2 separate regions of the Sus scrofa genome follow, and region 1 is linked to region 2. Evidence: chromatin contacts called from public HiChIP or PLAC-seq data. All regions are on one chromosome and are shown on one strand. The core of a region is the stretch at or near the end of the contact, and the rest is flanking DNA. Distances in the headings are between cores, read along the strand shown. Region 1 overlaps CHKA (choline kinase alpha). Region 2 holds the start of KMT5B (histone-lysine N-methyltransferase KMT5B).

Evidence for each region. HiChIP or PLAC-seq counts read pairs in DNA pulled down with a chosen protein or histone mark.
Region 1: a contact with region 2 is called in an H3K27ac HiChIP or PLAC-seq map of skeletal muscle, with 2.7 times the contacts expected there. The contact joins the enhancer-like site here to the promoter of KMT5B in region 2. A contact is called at or near these places in 1 of 5 promoter capture datasets (fetal liver), 7 of 47 Hi-C or Micro-C datasets (brain, heart right ventricle, liver and 2 more) and 2 of 2 datasets of contacts at active chromatin or transcription factors (alveolar macrophages and skeletal muscle).

Annotation. Positions count from the first base shown.
Region 1 is chr2:4,816,901-4,821,217 of Sscrofa11.1, forward strand. CHKA (choline kinase alpha) reads left to right here. Exons shown (of 13, transcript XR_002341423.1): 3 at 3,780-3,833. Among named protein-coding and RNA genes, the nearest start is that of CHKA, 31 kb to the left of the region's middle. Within about 2 kb of position 1,396, at least 6 of the 83 cell types and tissues checked have an H3K27ac peak or open chromatin away from gene starts, as enhancers often do. A contact at or near this core is called in fetal liver, retroperitoneal adipose tissue and skeletal muscle, where this site is marked.
Region 2 is chr2:4,708,827-4,713,031 of Sscrofa11.1, forward strand. KMT5B (histone-lysine N-methyltransferase KMT5B) reads left to right here and starts at 1,710. Exons shown (of 11, transcript XM_021082731.1): 1 at 1,710-2,112. LOC102162815 (a long non-coding RNA gene) reads right to left here and starts at 1,494. Exons shown (of 4, transcript XR_301556.3): 1 at 1-1,494.

The DNA.
Region 1 (4,317 bases), core at 146-2,645, 110 kb after region 2:
CCAAAATAGGAAGAACAGAGCAAGGAAAATGGGAAGGAGCCAGTGGCAGTATTTTTTTTAATCAGTGGGTGTCTTTTTTTGTTCTTTATTTTTGTTGCATCGTTGTATTGTACCATTCACTTATTTATTTAACTGTACAATTCAATGATTTTTAGTATATTCGTAGAGCTGGATGTCTTCTTAAGCATATCATGCATTCTGACTTCTTAGGTCTTGAAGTTTAAGTGTTCTATTTTTGAAAAGTTTTGGAGTTCCTGTCATGGCTCAGTGGACACGAATCTGACCAGCATCCATGAGGATGTAGGTTCGATCCCTGGCCTCGCTCAGTGGCTTAAGGATCCTGCGTTTCCGTGAACTGTGGCATAGGTCGCAGACACGGCTCAGATCCCGCGTGGCTGTGGCTCTGGTGTAGGCCGGCAGCTGCAGGTCTGCTGTGACCCCTAGCCTGGGAACCTCCATGTGCCACAGGTGTGGCCCTGAAAAGCCAAAAAGTAAAAAACAATTAAAAAACCAAAGAAAATAAAAAAGTTTTACCGCGCACAGAGACGTGGAGCACAGGAGTGTAATGAACCCGGGGCGCCCAGAGGCCGTCTTTCTCATGTTGACCCTCCTTCCTTCTCCAGGCTGCTTCTGCGGCAGGTTCCAGACATCCTAGGATTTCTTCCGTAAAGATTTCAGTTCGTCCCTGTGTGAGGTGATTAACAAAACACATGACCACAATAATGTTCACATAACAAAATTGAATCATTAGGAGTTCCCACTGTGGCTCAGTGGATTAAGAACCTGTTGTGGTCTCCATGAGGATGTGGGTTTGATCTCTGGCCTCACTCAGTGGGTTAAGGATCCTGTGTTGCCACAAGAAGTGGGCATAGGCCGCAGACCTAGCTCCTATCTGGCTCCTGTGTGGCTGTGGTGTAGGCCTGCAGCTGAGGCTCCAATTCGACCCCTAGCCCGGGAACTTCCGTATGCCACACGTATGGCCGTAAAAAAGAAAAATAATAATGATTTAAAATTAAGTAACTGGGTTAGTGTTGAAATTCCTAATAAATGTTTAAAAAAAGCTTGATTTTTTTTTTTAACTTATTGAAAGCTAGTTTTTATTACTCTACAAGTTGGTGGTTTCGAAGTCATGTTAAATATTTGTACAGTCCATTTTAATATTGGCTTCAAGTAAATTTGTCTCTGAAATGAAATCCCACAGGTTCCAAGTTATATTTTGCTTCCTTTCCTCCTGGACAGCAAAGTCCTCTGACCTCTTTTTTGGCCATGTGAGTTTCTTGTTGACTTAACCTCTGCAGGAAACCCCGCCTCTCACCTTTTCCTGAATGTTCAGTCGGCTTGGTTTGAGATCTCCCGGTCTTACTGCTCTTACCCACGGGGTTGAGGGAGCTTGAACATTCTGTACTGAGGAAACAGAACCGGGGCCGCCGTGGCAGAAGTCCGCCTTGCCCTCACGACGGTGCTCTTGTGGGATAAGTAGCGAAGCCCCTGGGGCTGGGATGGAGTGGGCAGGGGTGGGGAAATTCGTTATAAAACTTATTTCCACTTGGAAATTTTTTGTAAAATGTATTTGCACCCGATGGTGCTAATACGTTCAGAAGGAACGGCCTTGGGAACGAAGCCAGCGTGACTTGGATGAGGTGACTTGCTTTCGAGAGCACCGTTAGACAAGGGAGAGGGACTTCTGTTGGCTGAATAACCCATCAGCTGTATCTGCCTGAGAAGATACAGTTCAAGCAATAACAGCATAGGAATAACCATTGTCATTTAGGATTTTGTTCAGGTCAAATCCCGTTACAAGAAGTTGCAGTGAGACATCCAAATTCCTTCTTTGTCTTTTCCTACAAAGTATCACTATATAATATATCAGATTATAGGACTTTTTTGGTTCTTAACTCTCTTTGGGGAGAAAAAGCACAAGGACTTAACTATTTGGGGGCATTTCAGCCCCTTTTGGCCTCCTAATCAACATGGTAGCCAGCTCTTCACTCCTGGGAACACGGAGGTGAGTTCGTCCGTAGCTGGTCTCCACCGCCCTGTTGCTCCTTGAGCCAGCCTGCCCTGAGCTCCACGGTGCGGGAGTGTATAATTTAGTCGTGCCGTCTGAAAAGTAGAGTGAGCTCATCGCTTTGGGGGAAGACCAACAATAAATAAATAAATACATAAAAAATAAATGAAAAGCTTCATCAGGAGCTTGTAGGCCACCGAGGAGAGGCCCCAACTAAAGGCCTAAAGTCAGGGTGCCTTCAGGAGCGTAGCTGGGAGTCAAGCAAGGAGGAAAGCTCTCATGGCGCCTAGTTCCTCCTCCCTGGGGTTATCGCGGTGGCTCTCAGGCCATCAGCAAAAGTCTCAAAGTGTTTCTGTGGTATTTTCATTTTTGTAGCTTTCATTGTATCGGGATTTAACCTGTAACATCTTCCATCAGAGAAATGCAGGTTACACAAATGAAAAGGTCGGGTAGCCCCCATTTGTACTCGCTGTACTTTGTACAAAGTGTACTTAACTGTGCGTTAAAGATATTATTGAATAGCTTGTGTACAAGTGCAAGTCTTTTTGCAGACGCTTCACATAAACATGCATATTTATTTTGTTTACTTTCCCATGGAGTCACCCAGAACATGTACTGTTTTCACAGAACATGCGTCAGAATGTCTGTGGAAGGGTAGTTCCGTGTCCTGGATGCGAGCTTTTTGATTGGTGCTAGAGTAGCTGGTGTTGCTTAACGTGGCATTTTCCCCCTGTCCACGCTTTTTTCTACCCTTGGGACAGGCTGTTTTTGATAAAGCTGTGGAATATGGAAAGGTACGTTTTCGTGGGATGTTAAAGAATTTTTGCCTTAAAATTTTTAAAGAGCTTCCTTTATGGACTTCTGTGTCTGACTTAAGCAGATGTAGTTTAATTTTTCTAGGGATGATATTTGAGAATAAAATTTTGACGTGACATGTAAAATTTGACTTGCTTTTCACTATCCCCTGATTAGAGATACCATGACAGTTTTTAAAGCACTTGGGGTGGGGGGTTGCTTTTAAAAGAGAAGCTCGGCCATGAAGAAAGGACGTAGCCAGAGCGGCTTAGGGTGGTTCATGGTCCAGGCGTGTTAGTGGCAGAGTCCTGGTTACCAGTGATGTGCAATTTCATTGAGGAAAGTGATGTAGACGCATCTCTTAATACGTTAACACATGAAATTGGTCGAGGCCGTTATTACATTTGCTGGGTCCTCTTCTTGGTGGAGGAAGAACCCACAGGGAGCTGGGGGCAGCCTGACGAGCAGGTCCGGCCGTGAGTGTGGCGAGGTGCAGGCTCGGCCATGCAGACCCTGCCCGCCCGGGGGGCGTCCCCTCTCCCACCGGGTGCTGCCCACGGCCTGTGCACGCGCCCTGCCCTGCAGGAGGAGAGCCTGCCTGGGGCTGCTGCAGCCCCGAGGGCCCCGCCTGGCTCGATTGGCCTGGCCTGGCGTCCTGAGAAGAGCGCTCTGCATCGACTTTCCTCCAACAATGAAATTGTGAAACGGTTCTCGGGATGGTGGCGAGACACACGGCTGCTTGGCCTCATCAGCACAGCCCCTTTCTTGTAAAGAAACGCAGCGCTTCCTCGGGTGTTGGTGCTCGTGCTGGACACTGGTGGTGCCTTTAGATCGTACCGGTGGCATCAGTGGGCTGAGAACCCTCGTTAAAGACCTGTGATGCTTTGTAAGCCCTGACTGTTGTGATGGTTGCAGAGGTGGTGTCTGCTCAGTGTTCCCCATCTCACCGGAAGTGTTTGCTTTTTCTCATCCATAGAGGTCCTGTAATAAGGAGGGATCCGAACAAGCTCAGAAAGAAAATGAATTTCAAGTAAGTAATTCAGTCCATCCTGCACCCCTCTGAGGTTGAAGCTGGGGTTAGCCGACCCCGCCCCTGGCGCCCCTTCCTGCCCCCGTAGAGCCTGGTGCGTCTGGCCCGGAGGACGGGCTCTTGGGCTGTTGGGAGCCACCTCAGTGAGACCCAGCAAGCGACGGGGCTCCCTGTCCTCCCGGGAGTGCAGGGAGTGGACGTCTGGTGCCTCTAGGGCAGTCTAAACAGTGTTTGGGTTGCCAAGAGACAGCGGCTTGCAGTGACCTTTGTGCATGATAGTCTCGTGTCGCAGTGACCTGGCCTTCCTGCTGCGCCGTGACCGTCACTGCCCACGTGTCCCCTTGGCCGCCCTTCCCCGGGGGCTGGTGGGAGTGATTTTTCCTCTGCAAGGTACCCACGTCCTAAGGGCTTCTTCCTGAACCGTGAGATTGGGGTTTCAGCAGCCCCGCTCTGAAATGCACGGCGTCGGGAGCGCTCGGGGGCC
Region 2 (4,205 bases), core at 460-2,959:
GGTGAGGAAACGGGGTGGCAAAGCCAGTCTCAGTGGGATGCAATTTGAGTATCCGGAGCCAAGCACCCTTGAAAATCTTGGAAAAAAACTTTAGCGATCAATCAGAAGCTAATGAAACCAAAGCAAATCATTCCTGCCGGGCTTGCAAAGAAGGTGGCATGACAACGTCTGAGGTCACCGATGGCCCTGAGGCTTTTGGAGTGAAAAGGCAGCAAGGGCAGGGCAACGTGCTTGGCTGTGCTTCAACCGAAGCCTGGGGAGGCTTCCCTGGTCCGGACCCCACCGGGTGGGCTTCCCCGGCGGGAAGGCGAGGCCAGTGGGAGGAGCTCCGGTGTTAAAGGTCTAGCCCCGCCTCCACCTGTTAGATACCTGCCCTCAGCAAATCCCTGCGCCTCAGTGGGCCACCTGCGGAAGGGGCTAATGAGCGTCCTGTCTGCCACCCAAGGTCAAGGGGGAGGAATAATGAGGTTCCTCGGCCCACAGTCCGTGCGGTCACCCACACGCCCCGCGGAACCGTCCTTTCCGGTCGGCCTACTCGGGGCCAGGCCCTGGGGGATGCAGAGGAAGCCAAAGGAGACGTGGGGCTCCTCCGGGAATAGGTGGACCCGCCGGCCCTGCCCGCCTCCTCTCTGCAGGAGCCGCGCTGGGCTTCCCTAAGTTCCGGAAGCGGCGGCGTCTTTAGCAACCCCGCCCCCCCACCCCCGCTCCAGGGCCTTTGCACTTGTTGGGCTCACGTCGCCCAACCGCGCCCTCCTCCGAGCGCCCCTCCGCGTCGGGGGAGACCCTTCGGGCGCCGCCTCCGTGCATCCGCCCGCCGGCGGCAACCTCGACGCCTGCACCTCTCCCCGGAGTGCTGGATGAGGGCGCTGGCCCACGCCCCGATCGGCTCAGAGGTCACCTGCCCTGTCGGTGCCTCAGTTTCCCTACGTATGAACCAGGAAAAGACGGTCCGCTCCTGCTGGGGGTCGTTGTAGGGAGGACGAGAGACGGGGCACCCGGCAGGCAGTAAAGGCTGGTACTCCCGGTCCTCTCGCGATTGTTATTTCTCAGTCATCATCGCCACCTGCGGGCCCCAAGGGCGGGGCTTCGCACGCTCCCCGCACACCTGGCGCGAGTGAGCCTCTCCCCGCAACACCCCGACCCGCCCAAGCTTTCCGGAGGGGCCGCATGCTCGGGGCGGGCACTGCCCAACCAGGGAGGCGGGAAGACCTGTTTCCCGGGAAGCCGGCACACAGTAGGCGCTCAGGCAAGGGGCGGCCGACGCTAGGAAGCCAGTGGCCTGATGAAGGCACGCTCCCTCCCTCCTCCCCGCACACTAGGCGGTGGAGCGCTCAGGCTGCCCACAGGCCTCGAAGGGTGGGTCAGCTTCCAATGACACCCATTCCCACAACAAAGAGGCTCGCCTCCGTGGGGCCGCCTCCCCCCGGCGCAACCCGGAGGCGCCCTGGGCGAGGAGCCCGTCCGTCCCCCCACCCCCACCCCGCTCCCGGGCTGCTCCCGTCCCAGCTCGGGAGTTGTAGCCGGTGGGTGCAGCTGCGCCCGGGAACCAAGGTGGAGGGCAGCCTCGCCGGGACCGGAGCACAACAGGCCTCAGGCTTGAGGGGCGCCTGAGGGGCGCGCGACGACGCCGCCTCCAGCCGCGATTTAAAGGGCAGCTGAGGGGCGGAGGGATCTCCTGCGACTACTCGACACGGATCCCTCCGCCGCGAGCGAGCGAAGCAGGGAGTCGCCTCGTCCGCTCGAAATTCGCTTTTTGTCCCTCCGCCGCGGGAGCACCCGGCGGGGAACTCATTTCTTTCTCGGGTTTCTCCGCCTCCCCCCACCCCCCGTCCCGTAAAAGCAACAGAGGCGGCCGCAGCGGCGCGAGCCCGGAGTGGTGTCCCTCCGCCCGGCCGAGGGCACTTCTTTTCGTGTCCTTCCACCGTTCCCGGGCGGCGTCCGAGCGGCTCACCGGGGGCGGCGACGCGTCTGCGGCGCGGGCGGCGAGGCTCCGGAGCTATGAGGTGAGGGCGCCCGGGCACCGGAGGCGGCACGCGCGGCGCCAGGACCCGGGACGCGGAGCCACCAGGCCAGCGGCTGCCTTTGGAACCCCGAGGCCGCGCGAGAGGCGAGGTGAGGCCCGGGGCGCGGGGGCGCGGGGGCGCGGCGCGGTGGGGGCGGGGGGCTCCGGCCGCCGCGGGGACTCATTTCCCGACAGCGGATGGAGCGGGCGGTGCTGCGGCATGCGCCGCCATCTTGGATTTTACTCTCCATTTTTCTCTGGAATTATTTTTGGTGATTAATTTTCTGGGGGGACGGGGGAGTGGCGCTGGGGAGCGCGGGCCCCCCAGTGCAGCGGCCGGGCGGCGGGGCCTCGACGCGCCCCGAGGAGGAGCGGGCAGCGCCCGGCGGTGAGCGGGGGGCGGGCGTGCGGGGGGCGCCGGGGCGGCGGGCGCGGGCGGCGGCCGGCGGGCTGGGGGCGGGCCGGCGGGCGCGGGGGCGCCGGGCGGGGGCCGGGGCCGGGGCCGCGGGGGGTGGGGGCGGCGACCGGGGGAGGGGCGCGGCGGCGGCGGCGGCGGCGGCGGCGGCGGCGGCGGCGGGCGCGGGGCGCGGGCCCTGCAGTGGGCGCCGCCGCCGGAAGGGAGCGGTAGCGGCCGCCGGGCAGCGCCGGGCCGGCCCGCGGCCGCACGAGGGGAGCAGCCCCGCCGCTCGCGATTGGGGGACTCTGTTTTCCCTCTTCTCCAATGGGCAGCCGTGAACCGTCTCGCCCAATCTGCTCCCTCTGCCGCGCTCCGCTTCGGGCTGTTTTTGTTTGGACTCGAGCCTCCCTTCGGCTCGCCTCCCGGGCCGCTGCTCCGCCCGCGCCGGGCCGCCCTCGAGCGCGGCTGGGGCCTCTGGCCGGGGCTTGTCTCCCGGCGCCCTCGCCCCGCCGGCGCCGCGTCCCGAGCCGAGGCGCTGGTCCTCCCGGGGCGCCTGTCTTCCTTGCGCTTCTCCGAGGGTGATGTGTCCGCGTCGCCCCACCTCTGAGACGCGGGGAAGCTGTGTTCAGGATGACAGCTCGACGCGGCTTGCCGGCGTGCTGTAGAAGCGCGGCGGACGCAGAGCAGCCCGCTCCGTCCCTTCTCGGGCTCGGGTACCCGCTTTGGAGCGCTCGCCTCCCGTCCGTCGAGTGGGAGAACTTGACTCAGCGCGCTCAGGCGGCGACCGCGCGTCCTCCGCGGCCAGTGCTGCCGAGCTCGCCCCGTCGCATCCGGAGAGGGAAGAATCGGTGGGTGGCCGCTGTGATTCTTTGCACCGGGACCTCTCTAGATGCCGTCTGTTTGGATGTGACGTGTGTAGGCACAGGTGGCTTTGGAGGCCAGCGGAGGAGGCGGTTGCCAGCTGCACCTTTTTTCTTTTGGTCTTTGACGTTGAGAACATACATGTCCGCCTGTGACTGTTGATGAGGAGTAGGAAGAGTCTACATACTTTGAAAAGGCAGGAGGAAATCCTTTTTGCCGGAAATAATCGCAGCTAGTTTGTCCGCCTTGGGAAACTTGCTTGAAGAGTTACTTGCTTGCTTGAGACACACACACATTTTCTGGCCGAATGTGTAGCAGCTTCCATCACAGGTGTGGCCCTGTCACTGTGGGCTCCCTGGATTCCAAGATTAAAGTCCACAAACGCCTTAATCGCAGTTTCGGTGGGAACTCGGGTCCATTTTCCCGTTTTTAGTCTCTCACACTCTGCTCTTCCTCTGCCAAGCTCTGGCCTCAGTAGTTTCAGTCACATCCTGTCCGCCTTCCTCCCCTCCCTCTCCCAGACTGCCATCCATCCTCAGAATTGCTGCGCCCCCCGCTCCGCCCCGCAGCGCTGGCACCCCTGCCAGCCTCTTAGGCAGGCAGATCCAGGGCTGACCCCTCCGGAGGGCGCACCCCACCTCCTGCTCCTCAGCAGGTGTTGCCTGGTGTTTTCCTTGGTTGGTTACCTGCCCGTCCCCTCAGCCTTCTTGTGAGCTTGGTATTCTCGGCTTGGCTCAGTAGGCACTTGAGGAAGTGTTCATTTATTAATCTCTAAGTTTTGGAGCTTAATGATTTATATGTAGGTTTTCAAAATACGTTCATTCCGTTGTTTAAAAAAATCATTGTCACTAACAGAACAACTTAGTTTGAGAGTGAAAGGCGTAATAGGGTACTTTTCAAGAGGAGAGGAGAGTGGAGCTTAACTTTTTACCCATAAACTTTGAG